3 separate regions of the Zea mays genome follow, and all the other regions are linked to region 2. A link is a contact called in public Hi-C data. All regions are on one chromosome and are shown on one strand. The core of a region is the stretch at or near the end of the contact, and the rest is flanking DNA. Distances in the headings are between cores, read along the strand shown. Region 1 holds the start of LOC103641262 (reticuline oxidase). Region 2 holds the start of LOC100282280 (Putative MYB DNA-binding domain superfamily protein). Region 3 holds the start of LOC100383048.

Region 1 (2,804 bases), core at 305-2,804, 380 kb after region 2:
ACGTTCAATCATAACTATATGTTCTGTTTGGATCTCTAGATGATGAAACTATATGTTCTGTTTGAATCCGTGGGTTTTTCATGGGTTTCCACCCAGTTATGGATTGTTTTGGGATTAATAATATTATTGGGTGGGTTGGGTTTAATTTTCTTCTTATATTTTTGTGTGGTTGTGAGATGGATGTCAAAGTTACTAGATTTGGGTGTGGATTGGGTTTTTTGCCATTAGGAGGCTTACTAAAATAATAAAAAGAAAAGTATCAATATAGCCACTTATAACTCTTCCTATTTGAATCTATCTATAGCTCCGAAACGACTAAACTTTAGTCACCTTTTTGCTTTAATTCCTGGGATGCAAAGGTGGCATCACCTAACCGACGAGACGCTCATCATCATTTCAGCAAGACAGCCAGCGTTAGGTTAATTGAAGTACTACACGTCAGGCGATTGCTCCATCCAATTAAGCCAGGATGATGATGGCTATATACTAGAATAAAATAGACACGAGAGTTCGTTGTGGCGATGGCTTCGGGCCGGCAGGCCGGCATTGCTCGCAAATACTATCTCCGTCCTACCATTATTATTTTTAAATAAGAGCTAAAACATTTGAGTTTAATTAGATTTATATAAGTAAATAATAATATTTATAAACCTGATAAGTATTGTTAGATTCTTTGTTAATTATATTTTTATAGTGTATCTATTGGGTGTTACAAATCTGCTGTATTTTTTTCTATAATTCTAATCAAACTTAAGATATCTCTAATTTAAACAAAACTAATTAAGTTCATATATTTATATATGTAATATATTTGTATATTATTCTAAATCATATGAAAGAGATAGTTATATACTACATTTATGTTATAACGAAGCAAGTAGAGGAGTGTTATAAGTTGTATATCAGAAAAATAACATGTAAATCTATAGAATCAATTTCCATCTCTCAAACCTTAAATTTGAGATAGGCTTATATGATAACTTTAGAAAGTAGTGGAATGTTATATTCTAAAATAAATAGTCTATTTTATTAGTAAGATTTCAGTTCCAAAAATGAAAGAAAACGAACGAGACTTAATAAAAAAAGGGTTTGGAAACGGAGCAAGTAACTAAAGAAGAAGCCGACGGCAGACGGCCTGCGAAAGAGTTATCCGACTGATCGGCAAAACCTCGCGCACACCCGTTTCGACAGACGGCCGCTCTCCTAATTTGTCCTGTGCTTCTCGGTCTCTGTCTCGCCATCGCCACCTGCTGCTGCTACGAACATCCGATTGGACTCTGCCTGCCTGTCCCTGTTCCTCCCTTGTTGTTGATACCGAAAAACTAATTCGGAATCCGGCAATGCAAACTCCTCGTGATCGTGATGCCCGTGCAAAGCTGCAGCAGGTCTCTGCAGAAGCTACCTTATCCGACAACGCCGTACACCTTGCCGGCCACGCGCTAAAACAAAAGAAACTAACGATTAATCACCTTGTTGTTTTAGTAACTAACTGCCTGCCCTTGACAAATCAGCCAGCGCGTACGTCGCTCTCCGCAACTCGCCAACAAAAACCTCGGTGATCATGCGTGACGTGTATAAAACCCCACACTCCTCTGGCTCAGCTGTGAGCTCCACCGGGGTGTAGCTGCAGCTGCAGTGTCGCACGCACGCACATGGCGGCCCTCGCCCTGCTCCCTCTCGTGCTCCGCCTCTTCGCCGTGCAAGCAGGCGGCAGAGTCGACGGACGCTTCACGGCGTGCCTGGCCGCCGCCGGCGTGGGCAACGTGACGACGCGGCAGTCCCCCGGGTACGCCGCGGCGCTGCTCGTCTCCGTGCAGAACCTGCGGTTCGCGGGCGCGGGCGCGCCCAAGCCCGCGGCCGTGGTGGTCCCGGCGTCGCTGCAGGAGCTTTGCGACGCGGTGCGGTGCGCGCGGGGGGCGGGGCTGGCGCTGCGGCTCCGCAGCGGCGGGCACAGCTACGAGGGGCAGTCCTACACGACCTCGGACGGCGGCGGCGCGTTCGCCGTGGTGGACCTAGCGGCGCTGGACCGCGTGCGCGTGGACGCGGCGCGGCGCACGGCGTGGGTGCAGGCCGGCGCGACGCTGGGGCAGGCGTACCGCGCCGTGGCGGCGGCCAGCCCGGCGCTGGCATTATCGGCGGGGTCGTGCCCGACGGTCGGCTCGGGCGGGCACATCGCCGGCGGGGGGTTCGGGCTGCTGTCGCGCAAGCACGGCCTGGCGGGGGACAACGTGGTGGACGCCGTGCTGGTGGACGCGCGCGGCCGCGTCCTCGACCGCGCCGCCATGGGGGAGGACGTGTTCTGGGCCATCCGCGGCGGCGGCGGCGGCGCCTGGGGCGCCGTGTACGCCTGGCGCGTCCGCCTCAGCCCGGTCCCCGAGCGCGTCACCGCGTTCGTCGTCAACCGCCCAGGCCCCGCCCGCTCCGTCGCCTCGCTGGTGTCCACGTGGCAGCACGTCGCGCCGTGGCTGCCCGACGAGTTCTACGTCTCCGCGTTCGTCGGCGCCGGGCTGCCGGAGGCGGACCCGGGCCGCCGGGCCGCCGGCGTCTCCGTCACGTTCAAGGGGCTGTACCTCGGGCCGGCGCACGAGGCGATGCAGATCCTGGCGGCCCGGTTCCCGGAGATCGGGCTGTCCGACCTGGCCCCGAGGGAGATGAGCTGGATCGAGTCCGTGGTGTTCTTCTCCGGCCTGCCCGAGGGGAGCGCCGTGTCGGACCTCGCGGACCGGGTGCTGCACACCAAGACCTACTTCAAGGCAAAGTCGGACTACGTGCGGCGTCCGACGCCGCTAGACCACCTGGTCAAA
Region 2 (2,835 bases), core at 155-2,654:
GCCTATAATACGCTATGCTGCAACAAATTTCAACTGCTTTGTTTCAATGAAATAAAATCGGAGGAAACAGTACAATTCTGATGTTTCAGACTTCTAATAGCCTAAGCAGCCACCTAAGGGTGAACTCTTAAATTTCACCTAAGTTCCTAATGAAACACGACATTGATACATCATTGCAGCATTGTTCATAACTGGAAAAGTTAACAACTATCGAGATCAACAATTAGCAACATATGGCTCCACTGATGTGTCAGAATGAAGAGAAGAAAAGGCTGCAGGAATCTTACCCTACCAAAATTATCAGGTTTCGCCTATGATGCTGCTTCCGATGCCGTCTTGGTGCTCCTGAAGTCTCGCTTGAGCTCGGTGATCCTCTTCATGCACACGGCCTTTGTCTTCCCGGGTACAGAGGCCGCCACCTTCTCCCACCTCATTGCAGTGTCCTTCGGGAACTCCTTAAGAGCGTTCAGCAAGGCCCGGTCATCCCCGGCGCTCCAAGCGGCGTCCGCACTCTCGGCGCCTCCCGCATCGTCCGCAGTGACAGCAGCCTCGGCCCTCGGATCGAGCGGCTTCCGCTTGCGTAGGAACTGCTCGAACGAGCTTCCTCCCGCCGCGGGAGCGCCCGACTTTGCCGCCCGGATGACATTCTCCGGCGTGCGGCGGCCGCCAAACACCGCGGCGATCTTCTCCCAGCGCTGGGGCTCACCCGCCGGGTGCTTCACCATCTGCCGCCGGAGCAGCTCCAGCTCTTGGTCAGTCCACTCGCCGGCGTCCTCCTCCCTCTCGCCGCCGTCCACCACGGCTCCATCCGCAGTTGTCGCCTTCTGCAACGGATGCAGTGATGCGGCCGATTGGACGGGGGGAGTGCCCGGATCTGAGGGTTTTGTGGGCGTCGGGACTGGGTTCTGGCGACGGCCGCGGCGGGGGGCGGGCGTGGGTTCCGGTGTGGGTTCTGGGGCCGGTTCTGGAGCCGGAACGACGCGGCCTCGGCCGACGGAGATGTCGCCGCCAGTGGCCGACAAGGGCGCGAAGGGGGCGAGGAGCAGGGACGAAGCGATCCATATGAGGAGGGAGGAGAGGATCTGGTAGGTCGGGAGGAGGTAGAACGCGGCGGCGAGAAGTGCGACGGCCGCGGCGGCGCAAGATGCGGCGTGGCGGAGGGAGAGGGGTGCTTTGGCGGTGGAGGAGGAGAACGAAGTGGAGTTGGCGCCGGAATGGACGACGCGAGCGCGGGACTGGGAGTCCCAGGGGTCGATGAACTCCATGGTCACCGGCGCGCGGGATTGGGGCTCGTCGGAGTCGCTAGGTGACACGAAATACAGGGTCAGTGGTTAATGGTCCTCCCTTGCATTTTTGCAATCGGCAAATGTTGTCGGTTTATTATTATGTCACATGTGTCTATGATTCTTTGATTTGTGAGATTGTCTGTATCTATAATTTATAGGTTCAATCATAAAGTAGCAAAGCACATTGTATACTATACGCTACTATGATTTTATTTATAAGTATAGAGTATAAAACATAGGTATATGTGTTTAGTTGGTTGGATGAGTAGAATGTAAGTTTAGAGCAAGCATTGGTAATTTGGATCTCTTTTATACATAATTTTTAGATTAAATTTAGCTATTTTGCGTATATAATAGAGATTGACAAATATAAAAGTTCAGTCATTTTTTAGTTTAAAGCCTATTTTCTTATTGAACTTGTCATACATCAGTGGCTAAAAGAAAAATCGTGTGCTCGATTGGCATTTAGATGCCATGTGTTAGCGTTCTTTGGCCAATCACCTAATGCATCATGATTTAGCTCATGGGGAACTAGAACTCGAGTACTCTTCATACGAGCGTGGACTGTCCGCTCTAGGCGTTTGGATCGTTCACGACTTACATAGAGGATGTCGCTCTTCTCTGCAGGGCGGCAGACCGTCCGCTCAGAACGGCCAAACCATTCACGCGTGCGCAGAGGCTACGATAATCTCCTTCATAATCTGGATCTCGTTCTCGAAAGAGACCCGTCAAGAAGAAAAGATCCTAAGGTTGTCTTGAGATTTGCAAGCCGCTTAAAAACGAATATAAACAATGTCAACTCGAGAATGGGTGAAGATTGGAGATGGAGAAGACTAATCTAAGCTAAGTTATCGTTACTCCTAGAGCAAGAATGCAAAGGTATTGATAATAAATTGATTTGATCAATGCTTCAGTCGGTCGTACTTCTCGTATATAGGGTAGAGGTCTAAATCCATTTCTAGATGTAATAGATTCACGTACGATTAGTTGGATAAGCACACAAAATAAAAAATATATCCTAAATTAATCTAATCACAGACCTTCTAAACTATAACTTCGAGGTTATGACCTCGAACCGTCCTAAGCGCAGACAGTCCGAAACATATAGCCGGATAGCCTTGTCTGACCGTTCGATCATACTAAGATGACAAATCAGCTGCTCAACATCATGTCTGTAATGGTGGGCGTGAGAAACTGACTGATGCGGTACTATACAAATTCATCCATAAAATTCTTGTGCAATTTTTGTGCGGAAAAAACAAAATAAAAAAATTGGGTGTTTACAACGAATTTTAGGTCTTGGCCTCTTGGCCTCTTGGTCCAAGCGATTATTTTCCGTGGGCCGTTGGGTCCGTGGAACATATCCGTTGCAGAAGACTACAGATTACAGAAGCGCTCGCTCGCTGTTGTTGCTGCTGCCAACTGAAGGGATGCGAGCCACGGCCACCGCAGGAGGCCGTGCGGTGTTCCACCTCCAACACCTCCGCCCGCGCCCGCCATGGCGAGCTCTTCCTCCTGCTGCCACCACGCACCTCTCCCGCTCCGCGCC
Region 3 (2,989 bases), core at 28-2,527, 460 kb after region 2:
GAAGCGACACAACACCACCACCAACTCTGTAACATATGCCGACTGTTGCCACGCTATGAGCCTTAGTTGTCCAATATCTTAGACCCGGACTCCTCATCGCTAAGATAACCTAAGCGTGCCAGGCGCCACCATATCCTCCTTGACGGCACGCACGGAGAAAGGCCTGGAGCATGATCGACTCGTCCCGTACGTGCGTCGACGAGTGTCGGTCGGCTTGCAGCTGCGACCGTGGCGCGGGAGCAGCAGATTGGGGTGGAAGAACATGGCGAAGGCAGGGAAGACAAATGGGACGTCCGACGACAGCGAAAACGATGGTGCACGCATGATGTGAAACGTCCTCGTAGACGTGCAATAGCTACTGCGCAAGTCAGTGTCGGGGCTGGTGTCGGACGAATACGGAGAGAAGGCACCAGCTCCTACACCCTGTGCTGAGAATGGGGTGGCGTGGAGGTGGAGGCATGAGGGAGAGTGAGAAAAGAAGTAGAATGACGAATGAGGTGGTGACAACTGAGGCGAGGACCATTTAATAGTGTCTATCGAGCCGGCCCGAGGCACGACCCATTTAATAGTGTCTGGGCTAGCCCGACACGAGCGCCGTGCGACGCTTGGGCTGTAGCCTCGACCCATAGTGCTGATCCGACCCGACACAAATTTTTTTATTTTACAAAAAAAATCATATATACATATGTAAATTTATATTTAATATTATAAACATCTGAGCATGATGTTCTACTGTTGTTTAGGCAACTTCGTCTAGTGTCTTCCACCCTTCTTCCATTAGTGATTTGGAAGAAATGTATGGATTTTTTTAGAAAGATAACGCATGACGATCGTTGAAACTGATGCTTTAAGTATAGTAGAGATATAAGAGGCGTATCTACTAATACATCCCAAAACAACCGGTAATTTGGCAATAAAAAACCAATTGGAAATTTAAACCTTAGAACTTTTTTGGCAACTCTATTTTTCCAATTGAAATTTCTCTGGAATCCGGTAGTTTTCTTATGAAATTAAACATATTTTTGTAAAAAAAAACCTGTAAGATGTTTATAAAAATCCCACGCTCCGAGTTTTGCAAATTCCTGCATGAATCTTAAACAACTCTAATTCAATGGGATGATTACTAAACCCGCCGAACTGTGCTGCTTTCCTTCTCGACGAAGCCACGCTTCGGGCTTCGGAGGGCGGAGGCGGAGGCGGAGAGGCGGAAAGTCAAACAGTAACGCCCCTTTACTTTTCGGAGATTACCACCAGGCCCCTATACACACCGCACAATCTTCTGTGCCCCATATGTACCCATTTTAACCTTGACCAACCAGACGCACCGGCCTCGCCGGCGATGCCCTCCTCCACCTCCGCCGGCGGCGGCGCCATTCCCGCCGGCCCACCGTCGACGCTCTCTCCGAACGCGGCTCCCTACACCTTCCTCGCGCGTCAGTCCCGCGCCCCACCCGGACGCCTCCAAGATGGTAATAACTTCCCTCCTTTCCCGTCCTCCAACCACTCCTTAGTAGCGCCCATGGAGTTTATGCCCTCTGGACGGTTACTTTTTTTTTATGATTGTGCCTCACATCACCCTCGCGCTTCCCGGTTACTTTGCTGTATGGTTGGCATGTCGATTTGGTGCGGTGGCTTGGCGAAAGTGAGCCTTTTCTGGGGTTCTTGTACTCGCAGGACGCAGGGATTGGCCCTAGGTTGAAGTCTTGTAGTAGTAGTACTATACTATCTGGCACCCAGCATTCGTTATCATTATCTTTTTTCTTTCTTTTGTTCTCTAGTTTTACCGTTAATTGAATCACGGTCACAATAATGTAGACAATTTTTGTTGGTTCTGTATTACAGTCTAGTTTGTTCATGTGTTCCCATTTATCACTTACACGTATATAACATTAACTCTATCTTACGGATGTGTAGGTGATGCTCCAAGGTTGATTGATAATAACTTTGTGTTGTATGGAGAGGACAACAGTTCTTATTCGGTGCCACTGGCAGCACAATCAGGAATGAAGCAGAGTGACACTGTTTACTCAAGCAGCTCGCATGGAACACACCAAGGTCAGCCAAGCTCCGCACGTGGAATTCCTGTCGGTGTTTATCCATCTCCAACGTCCTCAATTGCGATAGTTTCAGAGCCATCAGTGACCATAGGTTCTGATTTCAACCAGCACCTTGTTCCATTGACCTCAGGTAAGGGAAGCAGACAGCCAAGGGTGACGATCAGAAGCCCTCCAAATAAGACTTCAGAAACTAACAACACCATTTTTGGTTCTGTTAGCAAATTGGCTATAAGGAAAAATGATGAGTCCAACAAAGAGACTGGGAAACATGTCTCCTTCAGCAGGAACTTACAACTCGGTAGTCCTGCTCATGGAAATGGCAATTCAAATGGCGCCATGGCTCTTTCGAAAGAGCTAAATCCTGATTTTGGCGTGAAGCCTCTTGTCTTGTCTGCATGCACTAGCCCATGTGTTACAATGGCTGATGATTTGAACCCTGATCCATCGGAGTGTTCTGTGGATTCACCTTGCTGGCGAGGGACAGCTTCTCGCCTCTCTCCATTTGATGGCCTTCCAACATCAATTGTGCAATCAGTGAAACAGGAACTAGTGCCTATTGATGCAGGGAAGGAACAAAGCTCTACCACTGATTGCGAGGCTCCAACTAAACTTCAGAATTTGGTCTGTTCAAAGAGTACACAAAACCATTCCCAATCCCATGTTAAATTGGGTCTGTCCAAAGAACCTGGAGACATTTGTGCAAATATCACACAATATTCCCATCGAAAGAAGCACTTTGCAGAACATAGTGCAGTGAATTGCAATGCAGACCAACACTGTTTAGCAGTGATAGATGATTGCATAAAGCGATCTGGCCTAAACTCTGCTGCTCCTGATTTTGTTCCCTTAGCTGTTAGGAAATCAAATACCAGCGATGGTGGGTCTAACACTCTAACTCAAATCAAAATGTTCTATATGATTTCACCTGGTGC

The links. A called contact is a pair of places that touch in the nucleus more often than the background predicts.
Region 1: a Hi-C map of tassel shows a contact between it and region 2, with 6 times the contacts expected there. The contact joins the promoter of LOC103641262 here to the promoter of LOC100282280 in region 2. A contact is called at or near these places in 11 of 25 Hi-C or Micro-C datasets (bundle sheath, ear, endosperm and 5 more).
Region 3: a Hi-C map of endosperm shows a contact between it and region 2, with 2.2 times the contacts expected there. The contact joins the promoter of LOC100383048 here to the promoter of LOC100282280 in region 2. A contact is called at or near these places in 8 of 25 Hi-C or Micro-C datasets (bundle sheath, ear, endosperm and 3 more).

The regions. Positions count from the first base shown.
Region 1 is chr10:79,337,201-79,340,004 of Zm-B73-REFERENCE-NAM-5.0, forward strand. LOC103641262 (reticuline oxidase) reads left to right here and starts at 1,555. Exons shown (of 1, transcript XM_008664624.4): 1 at 1,555-2,804. The coding sequence starts at 1,653.
Region 2 is chr10:78,957,015-78,959,849 of Zm-B73-REFERENCE-NAM-5.0, forward strand. LOC100282280 (Putative MYB DNA-binding domain superfamily protein) reads right to left here and starts at 1,405. Exons shown (of 2, transcript XM_008663702.4): 1 at 288-1,405. The coding sequence starts at 1,265. The coding sequence ends at 312. LOC100285001 (nucleolar GTP-binding protein 1) reads left to right here and starts at 2,659. Exons shown (of 14, transcript NM_001370689.1): 1 at 2,659-2,835. The coding sequence starts at 2,717.
Region 3 is chr10:79,416,157-79,419,145 of Zm-B73-REFERENCE-NAM-5.0, forward strand. LOC100383048 reads left to right here and starts at 1,278. Exons shown (of 6, transcript NM_001175724.1): 1 at 1,278-1,469; 2 at 1,915-2,055; 3 at 2,188-2,934. The coding sequence starts at 1,340.